Regions from separate parts of the Mus musculus genome. Here regions 2, 3, 4, 5 and 6 are each linked to region 1. A link is a contact called in public HiChIP or PLAC-seq, capture Hi-C and promoter capture Hi-C data. All regions are on one chromosome and are shown on one strand. The core of a region is the stretch at or near the end of the contact, and the rest is flanking DNA. Distances in the headings are between cores, read along the strand shown.

Region 1 (2,971 bases), core at 33-2,532:
GATTAACCACTGTCACGTGGGATGCAGGGAGTTTGTATTTCTGAGATTTCCGGGATCCTGGGGTCTCAGGCTCCCTGACAGTTATGAGAGGGAAGTCAGCCTGGGAAAGCCAAGTAAATGTCCCGTGCTGCCAAAGAGGGGTGTGCTTTAGTAGAGATAAGAGCAGCCAGGAACTGGGCCAGGGTGAGAGATGCCTGGCCCAGGTCTGTGAGTTTTCTTCCTATCATAGTGGAGGGAGGCAACACTTTTATCTTGGTCTTTGGAAACCATCCTTCCCTAGCAACTCTCTCTTCCCTATTTCTTCCCAAATCCTGGCCCTCTCTGATCCTTCTCCTCCTAAGGGGATCCCCACTGTGCCCATCCCACCCTTGGCTTGTAACTCTTTAGATACTGGGCACCCCATTCTCCATGACAAATCCCAAGGAGAGCCCAGGCACATCCTAGCTGAACAGCCAGCTTGGCTACACCCCTTCTGCCAGCGTCAATATTTCCTGCACTGAACTGAAACCGCTCGCCAGAAGGAGCGAGGCTCTGAGCCAGTACAAAGGGAGAAGGAAGAAACACCTCCCCCTCACACACACCCCCCTCCCAGCAGATTAGGTGCTGCCTGCGCCCCGGCCCTGATAGCTCCTATCTCTGCTGAGCCACGCAACCACCCTTCTGCTGGAGCCACAGGCCATTTGGTTTTCCCTCTGCCTACGCCTCAGTTCTCATGCTGCCTCTACCCCGCAGCGTCTCTAGAAACACGTTCATTTCGCTCCTAGTAAACCTCCCTGCCTGGTCCCATCCTTGTTCATCATCTACTGTTCCCAAATCAGCAACAATCAATTTTGTGCAACACAAACCTGGTCATGGCTGTTAGCCTAGCATCCTTCCCTGGGGCCTGCGCTCTTCCTCCGGGTGCCCATGCTGCCCGGATTCTTCCAGCCCGTGGCTCCCATGGAACTCTTTGGCTGGGCTTGCCTTGGGGGAAGGGTCACTGTGTATGAGGCTACTGTCCCACAAAGGCACCCACTACACCCAAAGCATCGACTCAAGGGATGCCCTAGTCCTGCGCCAGGATTCTGGCAGAGACTCAACATCTGACCGTACATGTTTGTGGGACTAATTGATTCTGGGCTTCCAGCACGGTGAGGCTGCACAAAAGGGGGCCGGTCGTGCCTGGCACTACGCGCAGGGTCCTGCTGTATTGCGGGCGGGGGAGCTCAGCTGCAGCACCGGGACCTCGGGGTCAGTAGGCAGGGGCGGGGAAGCCGGGGCCGCGCCCTCCTGGCCACTCCCCGGCCGGCGGTGGGTGGCGCGCACTCGCTTATGTCCTCCGCGCCACCACGGTCGCCCACCCCGCGGGCCCCCAAGATGAAGAAGGACGAGTCTTTCTTGGGCAAGTTGGGCGGCACACTGGCAAGGAAGAAGAAGACCAGGGAGGGTGAGTGTGCCCCTGCGTCCCTTTGGCGCCAGCCGGGTGCCAGCGGTGTCCCCCGTGTGTCCGCTCCCTGCCCGCCTCGGCGGCGCCAATGAGCCCTCCTGTCGCGCTCAGGCTACGCGACCTTTGGGACAGGCCGGTCCCTGTCCGTAAGACATTTGCAGTGCTGGCCCAGTGCATAGGACGTGCGTTCTGCTCTGGACACAGGCCTAGCAAGCTACTGTTCCTGTGCTCATCCTTGTCGTGTGACACTCTCGTCACAGTGATTGGACACATGCTGGTAGAGAGGACCGGCTACTGTTTGCGTGATGCCTGCAAGCATGGCTCCGTCCCTAAGCTGGGAGTCAATGAAAGGGCACAGGACACACAGGCCAGGAGCCTGGGGAAGCCTGGAACCAGTGCAAGGGCAGGGGGCGGGGGGGAGGGGCGGGGGGGGAGGTCATGCCCCCTGCGCAGGAAAGTAATTTTAAAACGACTTTTTACTTTCAAAACTTTTAAAAAACAAAACTGCAAGGGATGTAACTTCTCCGCCTCTGGCCAGAGCCCTAAGGTACCGCAGTTCCCTCCCCTCCCCTCGCAGAAACATTCCTGAATTTTCTATTGTTTTGTCCTGGAGGCTCTTGCCCTTGGGCTGAGATTCCGGCAGCTCACGAGGAATGGGAGGGGCTTTCTGAGAAAGGACAGGTAGAAAGAAGCTTCAGAGACAACACTTCCTGGGGACCCCCAAGTTAGGGTGTGCTGAGGGTCTCCTCCAGCCACTGGAGCCACACTGACTCCCAGAAAGCCTGGGCCTCCAGGGCAAGCCCTGCCTAAGAGGTGACTGATAATCACCCTGTGGGCCCAAAGGACCGGCGTGAGGTATTTACTCATAAAGGGACCTCCAGGTCCTAAATTATGGGCAGACTCATTCTGGCCTTTCAAGGTGTCTTGAAAGGCAGGGCATGTGGGGAAATGCTGAACTTCTTTGATAGAACCGGTGAAGACACTGTGGGTCCCACATTCTGCCCAGACTTGCCTTCCCAGGCCTTCAACCCCAGAATGCCCTTTACCAACCTAGATTGTCCAGGGGGCAGGCAGGCCTGGTCTTCTTCCTAGGGTTTATTGCTAATCAAATGGGCTCTTCCCCTCTCAAGTCTTCCATTCCAGACCCTTCAGGTTGGCCTGCATCTCCATCAGTATCCTAAATGAGACCGAAGTCCTTGTCTCCCTTGGTCACCCACTGTTGTCTTTGGTTTCTCAGTGCCGACGTTGCCATCCTGCCTAGAAATCTATTTTCTTTTCAGGAGTTAGGACAGTGGCAGACCTGAGTTCTTTCCATCACCTGTTTTGTTTTGTTAAATTTTGTTTTTGTTTCTTTGTTTTTATTTTTAGTTTTTTTGAGACAGGGTTTCTCTGTGTAGCCCTGGCTGTCCTGGAACTCACTCTGGAGACCAGGCTGGATTCAAATTCAGAAATCGGCCCGCCTCTGCCTCCCAAGTGCTAGGATTAAAGGTGTGCGCCACCACCGCCCGACAGTTTTTGTTTTTGAGCTGGCGTTTTGCTGTGTCT
Region 2 (2,833 bases), core at 147-2,646, 370 kb after region 1:
CTGCCATGATGGTGGCTGGTACCACCCAGGTCTGATGGAGACATAGCCATGAGCTCTGTACCCACTGGCTGATATGTCCCCTACCCTCATGGGGACTCACAACTTGGCCTCTGCTTGGCTGCCACCCTCCTGGACCTCTGGGTCACCAAAGATCGTGGTCTTCCACAGAGCCTGAACCCCATCTCAGTCTAGAAGCCCTCTCAGGGCTGCTGTTGGCACACCTGAGACTCAAGATGCCCTGAGACACCCATCCTTGGAACCTTGGCCTCTGCCTCTCAATGGCCACTTGAGGATGGGGACCCAGGAACACACTCAAGCCTTGTGTGTGTGGTACCACAGGAGAAACTCACTCTTATCCCAAAACCCACAGGGACCCAGCAGGTACCCTTACCTAACTAAACATCATTCACCTTGCCATCTCTTTAGACAGGCTCCTTATCTGAAGGTCACTTAGTGACAGAAGGATCTAGAACCAGCCTACAGTCCCAGGTGGAAGGTAAACTGAGTGCCATCTTGGATCCAGCTCTACCCTGTGGGTCACTGGGTATGTACCCATATCGCTTGGGCCTAAGTTTGCAGGAGGAGGGGAAAGGGACGTACTAGTTGTTATCCCTGGGCCTAAAGTGGCCCTGACTGAGGGTCTCGGCCACTGCCTGAGATCAACAGGGATGCCACAGCCTATGAGGAAATAAAGGGGCAGAACCTTCCCAGAAATCAGCCTTGGGCATCCCTGGGGATCATCGCAGCTTTCTTGGCTTCTCTGCCCCTTCCTGGCTATGAGGCCTGGCTGTAGCTTCTGCATCCACTGGGAGACCGTGAGGACAGCCAGTACCCCTCGTCCTCGCCGACTGATCCCACCACCTCTGTCATCAGGACCAGCAATTTTAAGGCTTTTTCTGAACAGCTACCATCCATTGTCCTGGTTCACACATACCCTACAGTTGCCCATGACATCACCACTAGATCCCTGCCTTGAAGGCCCTAGATCTGGACTTAAATCTACTCCCCTCCAAGTCCCAGGCCACCTGAAGTACAATCCCGGGAGATGACATTGAAAAACAGAGCTGTTCTAGGAAGCTGTGGGAGTCATTAGGAGATGACAGGCAGGACCACTAGGTAATTGGATACCTGGGGCCCACTTCTGACACAGGCCACCCATGGCCTGAAGCTTAGCTCCCAGCTTTCTTCAGAGAGGCTTCCAGCCACCTTCTTCCTCCCGCAGACCTCGCCCAGGTCCTCAAAGTTAATTATTCCCAGACAGAAAATTACTTCTAACTCTGAAAAAAGGAGTGATTTGGGAAGGCAGATATCTAATTACTGGCCTTCTCTGCATGTCTCAGGGAGGCAAGCGAGAGTTTCCTGGGCCTGGGAATGCAATTACGGGGAACATTAGAGCTGCTGTGGTCAGTACCTACGTCAGCGCTCAGCCAACTCCTGGCAGGAACTGAGCCCTGGTGGCCAACAGCCTAGGAGTCAGAGACCGGCTCCTGTGATTTGCAAGGGGTGCTCAGCAGACTGTGGGGTTCATGTGTGACCTGATGCCCTGTCCCAGTAGCAAGCTGAATGGCATACACCAAAACTCACAGATACTCCAAGCTTCAGTCTCCTGACTCCGTTTGGAACCAAGGTCTTAGCAAAGAAGACCAGGCAGTGTTTGGTGGCTGTGAGTAGACGAGTGGGGTCCTCGTGTGAGGAAGAGAGGATACTGAGACAATGTGTGGCATCAGCAATGGTTTGGAGTGGCCCAGGGCCAGGAGGAACTGCAGGTTCCTGGAGCCTTCAGAGACTACCTGTGGCACCATGTGCTTGGATTTTGTAGCAGGCAGAGTCGTGGGAATACGGTTTCGTTAAGCCCCTTAGGAGCCTGGATCTGGGGATCTGCTTGCTCTGTAGCCTGGGGAGACTGTATCCAAAGGCTCACCAGTGAGGGTGCTCCTAGGCACGTGCTTGGTTCTCTCCCTGCTGTAACCAATAGCTCTTCCCTGCCTTTGCCAAGTGAGGTTGCCTACTCCCCAAATCCCACAGCTTGCTGAGAAACTCACAGCCTTCAGCCCAGGCCCAGCACCACGAGGTCCATTCTGTGCCTCCTGCAGCCAGTGGCCTCCAGCTCCACACTCTCAGTTCTCAAGACCACTTCTCACCCCACTCCACCTACCGAGCTGCTTGGCCCACCAGCACCAGCCACCCCACAGCAAAACTCAGAGCTGGCACTTTCAATGGGCAGGCCCTGAGGATGCCCAGCGAGCAGGTCATGGGAGAAGGAGGATGGTAAGTTCTAGGGAGAAGTGTAGTCTCCAAATGAACTGTCTCAGTCAGGGTTTCTATTGCTGTCACAAAACACCATGACCAAAAAGGAAGTTGGGGAGGAAAGGGTTTATTCGGCTTACACTTCTATATTGCTGTTCATCACTGAAGGAAGTCAGGGCAGGAATTCAAACAGGGCAGGATCCTGGAGGCAGAAGCGGATGCAGAGGCCCGTAAGCAGTGTTGCTTAATGGCTTGCTCAGCCTGCTTTCCCATAGAATCCAGGACCACCAGCCCAAGGATAGCCCCACCCATCATGGGTTGGGCCCTCCCCCTTTGATCACACTAATTGAGAAAATGCCTCACAGCTGGATCTCATGGGGGCATTTCCTCAACTAAAGTTCCTTCCTCCCTGATGATTCTAGCTTGTGTCAAGTTGACACAAAACCAGCCAGTACAAGAACCAAAGCAGCCTTCAAGTTCCACCCATTCTCAGAAGTTTTTTCTGCTCTCAGGATAGGTTTCTCTACACAACCATTTTTGCACGTGCTCTGTTGTGTAGCTCCCATACCAGAGGACAGAGCTGGCA
Region 3 (2,700 bases), core at 94-2,593, 450 kb after region 1:
GAGCAATGACAGCCCTCCCCTCCCCTCCGCTCCCCTCCCCTCCCCTCCCCCCAGCCATGCTGACCACCACTGTACACCTGAGTGAGCAGTTTCTACACCCCCACCTGAATGCCGCATCCTCCCAGACCTGGGTTCCTTGACTTGGTTCAGAAAGCTGGTGCCTGTTGTTTGGAGACTGGAAAATTCATCTGCTGTTGACCCCCAAGTCAGGTCCTCACTGGGGCCATTGACTGAATGAAGGAGGTAGGAGCAGCCCAGCCCTTCCCTGCCCTGGCTGCCATTTCACAATAGGTTGAGTGGCCTTCGGCTCTGTGAGAGTTCTTGCGAACAAGGAGTTGTCTGTTTGATCCTTGCCTCCTAAGACAGGCATGTGGGGGTGTCCAGTACACAGTGGCTGGTTAGGAAATGCTGATGGTGGGAGTTGAACCATGACTCTACTCTCCTGCAAGTCACCTGGGGCTGTGCTTGGAAGTGGCAGGCAAAACGAGTGGGACTCCCAGATCTTGCTTGAAGGAGGCTGTGTGTCAGGAGCTGGGGTGTCAGGGGCACTGTGTGTTCGTGAGCCTTGGTCCAGCCTGCCATGTTCTGGTGGCAGAACCCGGGAGAGATTATTTTGCCCTGGGTGCCCCCACAACATTCCCAGCAGGTAGAATTCAAATTTGCCTCAATGCCCCAGGGCTGTCCTGTCCTAGGATCATTTTGCCTTGTGCCTAAGTCACCAGGATTGAGGAGACACTCTGACTTCTACCATACAAGGGGATCTGGGATTCAGGGGGTGCCACTGTCCTCCATTCCTTCAACTCTCGGTGCAACAACCCCTCTGGCCAGTCAATCATCCAAGGTACCGGCCTGAGAGGACCCTAGTCCCTGGCCCCTCCCCCGAGAAAAGGCTCTAGGACAGCCTGGTCATGCTAAACTCAGGTGGGGTGGGGCTGATGGCTGAGGCACCCGGCAGAAAGCTTTGATCCGCAGTGGGCGGAGCCTGTGTCCACGTGAAGGGGTCTGGATAGATCTCTGTGGGCACAGCCTTTCCTCCTGGGATGGGTGTCTGGAGAGGGAGTGAGTTCAAGAGACGTTAATGGGAGCCTATGAGTCCCTGTGCATGGTGTGTGTGTGACCACAGGGTTGGTTGGGTGCCGGGTGGACAGTTGGGATTGAACTGCTCTGTGGCTCCTGTGTGGTGGCTTCCGAAGGGAAGAAGGGAGGTGGCTGAGAGCAAAGGAGCCAGCCCCTTGAGCTGGCCCTTTGGCCGCAGAGGGCTCCAAGACGCCGGCCCCGCCCTCCCAACAGGAGACCACGCCCACTATGGCCCCGCCCAGGCTGGAGGCCCCGCCCCCGGCCTGCTTTTGCGCTCCGAGCGCTCCACGCTGAGCCGCCGCGAGCCATGGTTCACAGGGCCCCGCGCTGGGAGTGCTGCCCCGGGCGGGGGCGCAGGACCCGGGCGGGACCCCACGGGGTCGCCGGGCTTGCTGCTAGCCGCCGACTATCGTCGTAGGGGACGCGGGGGCGCGTGTGGGCCGGGGTGAGCATGAGGACTCTCCGCAGGTTGAAGTTCATGAGTTCGCCCAGCCTCAGTGACCTGGGCAAGAGGGAGCCGGGCGCGGCGGGTACGGACGAGCGGGGCACGCAGCAGCGCCGGGCCTGCGCCAACGCCACCTGGAACAGGTAAGGCGCGCAGCCCGGAGCGGCGTGGCCGGAGACCGCACCGCGCCACTTTGCGCGCAGCTCGCCCCGCCGCCGGGCCGTGCGCGGGGAGGGAAGTGAGTGCAACGTGTCAGCGGCTAGAGCCCACGATCGCTCCCCGGGGGTGGGTGGGTGGGTGGGCGGCCGGGGAGCAGGAGGCCTCTGAGCCCCCACTTCGCAGGGGCGCACTTGAACCTCGCGGGCCCCCGGCGGGGCGCCGCTGCACTTCCTGTATGCGTGTCGGGCCCTCGGCGCGGGGTGGGCGGTGGCTTTCCCTGAGTTGGACCCCGGGCCTCCCAGCTGTCCGCGGGGGTGCGCCAGCTGCCAGACATTCCTTACCGGACCCTTCCGGAGGCCCATCCAGGACCAGCCGGGCGTGGGAAGCCCCTCCCCCAGCTGTGTTCTCAACCAGTCACAGATAGTTCTTTTAGCCATAGTTCCCCGGTGGGTCTCCTCTTGGCCCTTAAGGAAAAATTAAAAAAAAAAAAAAGTATTTCCATCCAAAGTAAAACACGGATTGAGGGAGGTTTGTGGATGCTGGCTCTCCACTCCACCCCTCCACCTGGCAGAGAAATCCTGCCAGGTTCTTCACCCTCTGTGGTCTGCCACTAGGGACACGGCTGTCACTTGGACACATGTCTTCTGTTCATCTAGTCTGAGAGCAATCGGGGGGGGGGGGCACCCGGCTGCCAGCAGGGACCCTAAGTTCCTCCACTAAGCTGCAGCCTGCCTGAGAGCTGAGACTACCTACCTTAGTTTCCCTCTCTGCTGGGCCTACACCGGTCTCCTCATTGGGCTGGGAGCAGAACTGTGAGAGAAGGAAGACTCCTTTTCCCCAGAACTGCTCAACCACTCTCTTCGTCCCCTTCCTTGTCTCTGGCCAGGGTTTAGTGGAGCCATGCTGACTTTTGGCTCAGATTTCAACTCCACTCCTCTGTTGTGTGGCCCTAGGCAGTTGGTTTTCCACTTCTGGTCCTCAGTTTCTTTATTAATAATATGGGTGAGTGACTGTTGTTG
Region 4 (2,830 bases), core at 57-2,556, 300 kb after region 1:
CGTGATTGTGATTGCCTCTCACAGGCCTGTCTCTGCTCTACCTGGCATCAAGTCTCCTCAACATGAGCATGGGAGGGGGCAACATCATGAAAGCAACAGGAAGAGTTGAAGAAAAGTCATGTCCACGTATTACTTGGAAGAAGGTCCAAGATACTTCCTGGGGAAACAGTGCAGCCCTGCCAAGGGTTAAACATGTCGTCGGTATACAATTCACAACCAGATCTGCAGGCAGCCTCTACACAGATATTCACAGCAGCATGATCCTCAAAAGTTTACAAAAGCAGAAGTAAGCCACACATCTGTCCACACGTGTGTTAACATAAGTGTGCCTTTTTGATTGAATACCCTTCACCTGTAGAAAAAGAGGGACATCACGGAGAAGTGGAACTATTGTAAGAGCCAGAGGACCAGGCTTAAGTGTCTTCTGGACACGGCAGGACCATGACATAGTTGGCTTTTAATCCCTGTGATAAAACACTGACCAAAAACAACTCCAGTTTATTTCAGCCTATCACTGAGGGAAGTCAGGGCAGGAACTCAGAGGCAGGAACTGAAGCTGAGACCATGGAGGAGTATGGCTTGCCAGCTTTCTCCCCATGACATGCTCAGCACCTACACTCCCCAAGGAGCACAGCAAGGCCCAGAAGAAAGAGCACATTACGCCCAGGAGTTTGGTTGGGATGATGGCACCAACCCCAGGTGGTACTCAGAAGTTCCTGGGCTAGGTCACTGGCCCCTTTGCCTGCAAACCTCAAAATTGGATGCTTGCACTCTTTATTTATTTTATTTATTTTTATTTTTTTTATTTTTCTTTACTTTTTTTTTTCAAGACAGGGTTTCTCTGTATAGCCTTGGTTGTCCTGGAACTCACTCTGTAGACCAGGCTGGCTTCGAACTCACAAATCCGTCTGTCTCTGCCTTCCAAGTGCTAGAATTAAAGGTGTGTGCCACCACTGCCTGGCTGGATGCTTGCACTCTCAACTGGGTAAATAGCTTAGGAAAATTCCCACAGCTGACATAAAATTACCAGATTGTAGCCCACCCTAGAAAATCAGTAAGAGCTAGCCCCTCCTTCACCCCTCTTTTTTTTTTATTGTAAGCTGCTTGGTCCCCTTCTTGGCCAGCTTTGGCTCCCTTCTGCTTGCAAGCTGAAGCCCTAATTAAAGAGCATTGCTAGTGTTGTTCACAACATTTGGCTTTGCCTTGTTTCTATTGTTTCCATGCCAAAAGATCCTGTCTCTGCCCCGAATCCCACTGCCAGGTTTCAATAACGGCCACAGGAAGCAGACTGAAAACAACTGTGGACGCAGGAGACTCACGATGCATCATCAGCACTCGGGGCCTAATTGGGGCGTGAGAAACCGACACATGGCAGCCGACTGCTCATTATCCTCAGGCACACGTGGAACCTTTTCAAAATTTGGCCATATTTTGGCCATAAAAGAGCTCTTAATAAACTTCAAAGGGTGTCACGTGTAAGCACCCAGTGCAAGGTAATTAGGTTCAAGAATCAGGAAAAAGATAGCTATGAATTAAAAATGCTCATTTCAATAATCTACAGGTCACAGAACGGAACGCCATGCAAATGAGAAGATATTTTGTCTTGAGTGGAAAATAGAAACAAGAACTTCCAAGCATGTGGGAGGCAGGCAGCGCCGAGAACACCCGAGCCATGAATATTAAGAAATAACGGAGGCTGAAAATTAATGAACTAAGCATCCAGTTCACACACCTAAAAGAACTAAAAGAAGCAAAAATACCAGAGGAAATCAAATAATAAAGATGAGCTTATAAATTAATGAAACGGAGGGGGGCAGGAGAATGTGAGAAATTAATGAAATTAGAAATTAATTCTCTGAAAAGTCCTGGCGGATGAGAGTTGACTTGTTTGAGCCTGTTTCCCTGGAGACCAGTCTCTCAGCAGGAGAGCTGGCCTCATGCACACCTCAGTGACAGCCAGATGGAGTCCAGGGCTTGAGACAAGGCTTCCTAACAGCTGTAAGGCTTGGAACCAGACCCTGCCTGGCACCTGGCAGGTACTCATGCAAGAACACTGCAGAATCAAGCCCTTGACCAGGAGAGAAGAGAATCACAATTTCCTAGCATCACAGCATCCTAGCCCAGGAGGCTGGGCTGGAAAGTCACTTTGTAACCCCAGATGCCCAGGCAGGCTAGATCTTTGTGAGTAGCCCGTGTTGGTTGCATGGATGGCTGCTCCCTCATGAAGACACCTCTCCGTACTTATGTACACTCTGCATCAAAGAGCTCTGGCTTGCGTGACCCGAGCGTGGAGAAATCTCTGGGGATATTGGTGATGGAGAGAGAGACAGACAGAGAAAGAGACAGAGACAGACAGAGAGAGAGAGAGAAAGAGACAGAGTGGGGAAGGAAGGGAGGAAGGAAGGGAGAAGAGAGACAGAGACAGACAGAGTTACAGGCAGAGACAGAAGGAGAGGGAGGGAGGGAGGGAGGGAGGGAAGGAGGGAGGGAGGGAGGGAGAGAGAGAGAGAGAGAGAGAGAGAGAGAGAGAGAGAGAGAGAGAGAGAGCATGAGCAGAAACTGAACTGGAAGGGAAAAGCTAACACTGTGAACCCTGAAGACCCTGCAAAGCCAGAGAGATGATGTGCTAGGCTGAGCAACAGTCTTTGAGGAAACCCAGGGCTTCATTCCAAGAACCTTCTAGTGTTACAGGACAGAAGACCTTGCAGGAAGCTGAGCCTCTGGAGGTGAGGAGATGACCTGTGCTGTCTGGTGACCAGTGATGTCATCACAAAGGTCCTTGAAGCAGAGAAGGGGATTTGGCAGTACAAGAGGAGGATGTGATGGGGGT
Region 5 (2,700 bases), core at 156-2,655, 450 kb before region 1:
GGGTGAGTTATGGGGTCCCACTGGGAGAGAGCTCTGCACCATCAGTTTCTCCTCCTTAGCCTCTTCCTAACCAGACCTACTCCCTGTCTGGGATGCTGGAATGAGTTCTCTCAAAGCACAAGCTTGGTCATAGCAAGGCCTGGCCATAACCTTCAACGGCTCCCTAACACCCTAGCAAACTCCATGGGCTTAGCCAAGCGCCCAAGAACCTTACCTCCATTTCTTTTTCTTCTAGCTCCACAGAGCCTCAGCATCCCACCCTGCCCAGGACCCTGGCCTGTACCAGCCTCTATCTAGAAGGGTTTTTTTCCCCAGCCTGGGCATGATCTTACCCCATGTAGCATCTCCACTTTCAGGAAGCCACCCCAGGTGGCTGTCCCCTCTTCCCACACGTGCCATATCTCCCTCTGCCTCTCTCACAAGACTGGGTTCTCCTTCAGAGCAACCCAAGCCCCAAGTGCCAACTGAGGTGCCCTTGCGGGTCTGACCCTAATCATCTGAGAGAGATGGTAGGCTCTGTGATAAGCAAGTAGAACCCACAAATACTGGTTAAGGGATGTTGGGTGGACTTCCCTCCTAAGTTCCATTGTGGGGAGAGGCCCAGGACAGAGCTAGGCCCTGTGGACTCCTTTTTATCCTGGTCAGGGGTCGGGGGTCTTTGGCCTCTCAAACTTTGCACTGGAGAGACCTCTATGTCTCATTCTCTCTGCCTCCCGGGACAGGGCCTCCTGGAAACCTAGCACTAGGTCCTCTGCCTTCCAGACTGGCTTACCTGCCCGTACTGGGTTTCTAGGTGAGGCCACTGTGGGCCACCCAGGAGACCAGGCTGGGAGACCGGGAGTCAGAAGGGGCTCAACAAGAGGACCCTGGCCTGATCCAGTTGAGGGAGGGGGAGGTGTCCGCATCTCTCTATGGACAGAGACCCCGGTGGCCCCAGGTTGGGGTCCTAACCGCGGAGCGGGTGCCCGGGCACCGAGAAGGAGCCACGCATGCCCCTGCACGCGGTGCCTAGCGCGGCGCGCGGCTCCGGAGGTGAGGGCGCCCCGCCCCGCTCCCCTCTCCAGGCGCTCGGCGGCCGGGGCTAGGGGCTGCGTGGAGAGGGCGCGGGGCGGCCCCTGAGCGGCGGGATGCGGGCTCCCGGCCCGGGAGGGCGCCGAGGCCCCAGGCGCGGCCGGGGCGGCCGGGACCCGGGCGGGAGGGCGCGCGGGGCCGGGGCCCGAGGCCGCGATCGCGCTCCTGCGGGGCCCGGGCGCGCGGGCGGAGCGGCGCGGCGGCGCGCGGGGCCGGGGCGGCGCGGAGCCGGGCGGGGGAGGGGGAGGGGGCGCGGGGAGCCCCCCGCCCCGCGAAGGAGGAGTCTGGCTCCCACTCGCAGCCTCGGCCGCGCGGCGCAGAGGCCCCCGCCCCTGCGCGCCGCCCTCGCGGGAGCCGGGCCCCCGCCGCCCTCCGCGCGCGCTGCTGCTCGCGGCCGCCGAAGAGGAGCCCGGGGCCAGGTAGGACCCGGCCGGGCCGGGAGTGCGAGCGGGGCTGGGCGCGGGCGGCGGGCCGGAGGGGGCGCGGCTGGGACCCTGTCCCCGCACCCGGGGGGCCCCGCGGCGCCCGTAAAGTTACTTTGGCCGCCTCTGCCTTGCCCCGGGCGCGCGGCCCCGGGTCGGCTACCGCCGCTGCGCAGCCAGCGGGGCCGGGGCTGGCGGGAGGGGGCTCGGCCGGGGCCGCGCGGTCAGCGAAACTTTTCCCAGGCTGGTCGACTGCCGCTGACTGCTGTTGGAGTAGCCGGTGGGAGGAGAGGGCTGGTGGGGTGCAAGTGATGATGGGGGTGGTAACAATAGCCACCTCCTGTTGTGGAGAGCCTACTGTGTGCTGCCAGCCTCTGCTGACACTTGGAGGTGAGGGGTGAGAAGGGGACGGATGCTGGTCAAGTGGCTACTTTTGCTGGGTATTGCCGGGAACTTCACTAACACCCATGTGTCGTCCATTCATCCACCCATCTATCAATCCATCATCCTTCCTTCACTCATTCAACACACTTACTGCTCTCTGCTGTGCCCCCTCAGAGGCTTCAGTGACTAATCAGACAGCACCCAGTCCTTCAGGACAGTATTTCATGGAGTGCCCAAGCCGAAAGGTGCCTCTGTGTGTTTATTTTGGGACATGCTACGGGAGAGAGAATTCAAACACAGCCTTCCTGGGTTTAGGCAGGGGCAGAGGAGTGATGTTATGTGAAAGAGACTAGGAGGCCAGTCTTAGGGGTTGGAGACTCCATCCTCTCTTGACCCTCTGGGCCCAGGCTCAGTGGTTCATTGAGGTCAGGACACAGAGCACATTGGACCTGGATGTCCAGCTAGTCTGGCAGGATTGTCTCCTCCTCACTACTGGACTGTCCCCTCTCCTTCAGCATCCTTTCAGAATTGCAGCCCTCCCCCCCCCCACTTCTTCCCCTGAATGGCTGGGAGGAGAACGAACTGTTAACAATTATAAAATTAAACCCGGCGAACAAAAGTGAGGCACCATTGAATGGTTGGGCTCCTTGCCGGTTTATGAATGGTTGTGGCAGACTTGCTAGCAGGGATCAGCTACATTAGGGGGGTGTTGGGGGTGGGGATCAGTCACTAACCATATTAACACCCCAACTAGCCTTGGCCAAAGGAAAATTAAAACAACTTCAGTAGTATTTGGCACATGACTAAAAATGCCTTGGGGGGA
Region 6 (2,874 bases), core at 99-2,598, 420 kb after region 1:
CCCATGTAGGAGACAAAACGAAGGCTTTGGATGAAGAGCTAACCGGGTGTGAAGACACACAGGCTGTCAGGTAGACGGAGGTCTGGGGGTTCCCTTGTGGGGCATCTCCTTCCCCATCCCCGGGTTTTAAGCAGTGCAGTGGCAGAGGGTAAGATGGGGCCTAGAATTCAGAAACAGAGCTGGGAGTCCCGCAGGGTTATGAGTTTTCATGCTCTTAGATTCCAGGAATCCGCTCAGTCGAAAGGTGAAGAATCCAGTGTAGCGACCTCCTCAGCCACACAGCCAGCTCAGCCCTTCTGTGCCAGGGCTGGGGAGGGCTGACTGAGGACATGAGGCTCCGCTCAGAGGAGAGCCCAGGCTAATGAAAGTCTTTATCTGGCTCAACTTGGCTCAGCTAAACCCTGACCATCAAGTAGGCATTATAGGCTCTGCAATAAAATAGATAAAGAAGAGGCGGGGTGTGGGGGTGCTATCTGGAAATCAAAGTCAACCTGAACTACATGTGACCCTATCCCAAGAAATCAAAATAGAGTACCCCCGCCCTCTGGTTTTTCCAAGACAGGGTTTCTCTTGTAACCTTGGCTGTCCTGGACAGGCAGATAGAGTTCAAGGCTAGCCTGGTCTACAGAGTGAGTTCCAGGACAGTCAGGGCTACATAGAAAACCCCTGTCTTGAAAAAGGAAAGAAAGAATTCTAGGGTTATGGATATATAACCATCTAAGCCATCACACAGAATCTATAACTTTGTGAGGATCTCAAGCAACCCAAGATAGCTTTGACTCTGCTCTATAACCAAGAAGGACTTTGAACTCCTGGTCGGTGCTGGGACCCTACCTGGTTTTATGCCATGCTGTGGGTGGAACTTGGGGCTTTGTGTGTGCTAGACGAGTATTCTACCAACGGAGCTACAGCCCCAGCCCCAGAATTAAAAAAAAAAAAAAAAATTTTAAGGACAAATGTCTTCAATAGATGCAAAAACGAATAATCCTCAAACAAATTAAAAAAAAAAAAGGGATACCCCACCAACCGGTAAAGAAATTCCAAGAACGTATAGACTAACGTCACAGTAAATCGGAAGCTTTCTCCAGCAGCCCGGCATAAGACATGGATCTCGGCTCTCCCCATTCCCCCCTTGATCCGGAAGCGCTAAACAGCCTGTATGTTGCTCGCGTAGGAAACCTAGAAGCGTTCTACAGAGCCCTGGCTCTGTGGATAAAGCACCGAACGGACCCGTTGAAAGGTCTGGGATGCTGACGGCAGGCTGGCTGCAGGCTCTCCAAGAAGCCAGCCATCTCAGGCCAACTGCGCCTGTGCTGACTCTACATGGAAACCTGAGAGCAGCCGCGGAAGGACAGATTGCTGGCAGGATGCCAGACCACAGCCTTCGTCACTAATCCCACCCTGGGACACAGGATGTGGATGAGTGGGGGGAGGCGGGGCGGGGCGGGGGATGGGGCAGCTGCCTGCCGGGCTTTCTGAGTGTGCATGGAGGAGGGAGCTTAGACTCTTTATCATCAAGTTCTATGTCTTGGGGTGGGGGAGGAAGAGTTGCCGGCCAGAGCTGTTCCCATGGGGATGAAGGAAAGGTGCCCATCCTGGAACCAGGGTCCTGATCTCCTCATCCTCTCAGGCTCTTCTGTGGGGACCCAGGGTGGACACTCACTGGCAGGGCAGCTGAGGACTGCAGGATGACACTTTCCCAGGAACTGTAAATCTGTGAGCCTGCTGTTGAGGGAGACTTTCCCTCAGCTCTCCCTAGCGGACAGAAGCAACCCAACCCCTATGGTAGCAGTTCCCAGGCTATGGGGGGAGGGGAAGTCGCATTGCAGATATCCTGCATAGCAGATATATTCCATTACGGTTCATAGCAGTAGCAACATTACAGTTATGAAAATTTAAGTTAAGCATCAACAAAGCAATCTTAAGGTTGGGGATGACCACAATGTGAAGAACGAAATAGAAAGGCCACGGCGCTAGGAAGGTTGAGAACCACCGCATGGGCTTCCAACATCACAACCTTGATCATAGCAACTGGCAGAATTAGCGTTTAGGCCTCGCTCACCCTGCTCTTCAGCCCTGCCCTTCAAGCTCTTCCGAGCAACTGGGAGTCCTTCTGCATTCCAACCCCAGCTTCCCAGCTGCAAGGCTTCCCTGTGGGCTTGTTACTCAAGTTAAGGTCTGGGCCCTGGCAGCCCCCCCAACAAGCCAAGCTCAGCAAACTGTCCTCGACAAGCCAATTAAAGACAAGCAACACGCAGAGAGGAGAAAATAGGAAGTTTATTCAACATAGCCATGTTGGGAAGGTGAACGCAGAGGCCCAGGGACTGCTTCCTACTCAAGGCCATCTTCTGTGTCCTAACAAGATATTTAGGCTGACATAAAGGGGAAGAAGTGTGCATAGCCAGGCAGTCCTGGTCCAAGCGGGGCCCCGCCTACCATCATTGTCTGCGTCTAGTCTCTTCTGCAAGGTGGTCTGATAAACTATGAGGACCGTGCAGAATCTCTTCCTAGGATGCAAGCTCCTCCTTGGGTCAGCTCTAGGAGTCAGCTTTGTTCTTTTCCCAGTGTGAAACCCCTGGGAATATCAATATCCCAGAATCGTGGGGTGCATTATCTCCATAGTCTGACAGCCAAGGGGAGGGGCTCATGAGTCTGTTCGGAATAGTTTTTATCCTGACAGATTGTCACAAGCTCAAGGGTAGACGTGGGGGTGCGGGGGGCAATGTGGAAGCCTTCAGAAGTCCTGGGCCTCTGAGGAGTTGCTCGAAATATGACATTTGGCTTGTGTTAGAAGGGAAAAGCTTCCTGGTATGAGCTCATCTGGGTGCAGTTCCTTCAGCTGCACCCCAAGATGGAGCCATGTTGCTCAAAATT

Evidence for each region. HiChIP or PLAC-seq counts read pairs in DNA pulled down with a chosen protein or histone mark. Capture Hi-C pulls out chosen DNA fragments and counts their contacts.
Region 2: a contact with region 1 is called in an H3K4me3 HiChIP or PLAC-seq map of embryonic basal ganglia, with 8 times the contacts expected there. The contact joins the enhancer-like site here to the promoter of Parvb in region 1. A contact is called at or near these places in 21 of 39 promoter capture datasets (the 3T3-L1 cell line, 3T3-L1-derived adipocytes, the C10 cell line and 14 more), 1 of 15 datasets of contacts at CTCF or cohesin (the NIH/3T3 cell line), 5 of 484 Hi-C or Micro-C datasets (the AML12 cell line, LSK cells, bone marrow-derived macrophages and 2 more), 22 of 115 datasets of contacts at active chromatin or transcription factors (SST interneurons, VIP interneurons, a beta-TC-6 cell line and 17 more) and 4 of 9 other capture datasets (adipose tissue, liver, macrophages and 1 more).
Region 3: a promoter capture Hi-C map of adipose tissue shows a contact between it and region 1, with 5 times the contacts expected there. The contact joins the promoter of Prr5 here to the promoter of Parvb in region 1. A contact is called at or near these places in 11 of 39 promoter capture datasets (the 3T3-L1 cell line, the C10 cell line, cranial neural crest and 7 more), 1 of 15 datasets of contacts at CTCF or cohesin (large pre-B cells), 13 of 115 datasets of contacts at active chromatin or transcription factors (embryonic basal ganglia, embryonic forebrain, embryonic hindbrain and 8 more) and 2 of 9 other capture datasets (adipose tissue and embryonic stem cells).
Region 4: an H3K4me3 HiChIP or PLAC-seq map of forebrain shows a contact between it and region 1, with 5 times the contacts expected there. The contact joins the enhancer-like site here to the promoter of Parvb in region 1. A contact is called at or near these places in 10 of 39 promoter capture datasets (the 3T3-L1 cell line, 3T3-L1-derived adipocytes, the C10 cell line and 5 more), 1 of 15 datasets of contacts at CTCF or cohesin (large pre-B cells), 1 of 484 Hi-C or Micro-C datasets (bone marrow-derived macrophages), 6 of 115 datasets of contacts at active chromatin or transcription factors (differentiating embryonic stem cells, embryonic basal ganglia, embryonic stem cells and 3 more) and 4 of 9 other capture datasets (adipose tissue, embryonic stem cells, liver and 1 more).
Region 5: a contact with region 1 is called in a capture Hi-C map of embryonic stem cells, with 2.4 times the contacts expected there. The contact joins the promoter of Mpped1 here to the promoter of Parvb in region 1. A contact is called at or near these places in 4 of 39 promoter capture datasets (cranial neural crest, frontonasal cranial neural crest, liver and 1 more), 1 of 484 Hi-C or Micro-C datasets (embryonic stem cells), 1 of 115 datasets of contacts at active chromatin or transcription factors (embryonic stem cells) and 1 of 9 other capture datasets (embryonic stem cells).
Region 6: a contact with region 1 is called in an H3K4me3 HiChIP or PLAC-seq map of embryonic basal ganglia, with 5 times the contacts expected there. The contact joins the enhancer-like site here to the promoter of Parvb in region 1. A contact is called at or near these places in 17 of 39 promoter capture datasets (the 3T3-L1 cell line, the C10 cell line, the HPC-7 cell line and 11 more), 1 of 15 datasets of contacts at CTCF or cohesin (the NIH/3T3 cell line), 20 of 115 datasets of contacts at active chromatin or transcription factors (the NIH/3T3 cell line, craniofacial prominence, embryonic basal ganglia and 13 more) and 2 of 9 other capture datasets (adipose tissue and embryonic stem cells).

Annotation. Positions count from the first base shown.
Region 1 is chr15:84,230,761-84,233,731 of GRCm38.p6, forward strand. Parvb (parvin, beta) reads left to right here and starts at 1,283. Exons shown (of 13, transcript NM_133167.3): 1 at 1,283-1,426. The coding sequence starts at 1,312.
Region 2 is chr15:84,602,360-84,605,192 of GRCm38.p6, forward strand. No RefSeq gene overlaps it. Among named protein-coding and RNA genes, the nearest start is that of Gm34201, 24 kb to the right of the region's middle. Within about 2 kb of position 1,397, at least 12 of the 459 cell types and tissues checked have an H3K27ac peak or open chromatin away from gene starts, as enhancers often do.
Region 3 is chr15:84,679,655-84,682,354 of GRCm38.p6, forward strand. Prr5 (proline rich 5 (renal)) reads left to right here and starts at 1,344. Exons shown (of 8, transcript NM_146061.4): 1 at 1,344-1,665. The coding sequence starts at 1,529.
Region 4 is chr15:84,530,460-84,533,289 of GRCm38.p6, forward strand. No RefSeq gene overlaps it. Among named protein-coding and RNA genes, the nearest start is that of Gm34027, 7.9 kb to the right of the region's middle. Within about 2 kb of position 1,307, at least 18 of the 459 cell types and tissues checked have an H3K27ac peak or open chromatin away from gene starts, as enhancers often do. A contact at or near this core is called in forebrain, where this site is marked.
Region 5 is chr15:83,778,618-83,781,317 of GRCm38.p6, forward strand. It overlaps Mpped1 (metallophosphoesterase domain containing 1), which reads left to right and starts at 1,406. Exons shown (of 7, transcript NM_172610.3): 1 at 1,406-1,490.
Region 6 is chr15:84,653,038-84,655,911 of GRCm38.p6, forward strand. No RefSeq gene overlaps it. Among named protein-coding and RNA genes, the nearest start is that of Prr5, 27 kb to the right of the region's middle. Within about 2 kb of position 1,349, at least 223 of the 459 cell types and tissues checked have an H3K27ac peak or open chromatin away from gene starts, as enhancers often do. A contact at or near this core is called in the HPC-7 cell line, the NIH/3T3 cell line, craniofacial prominence and 8 more, where this site is marked.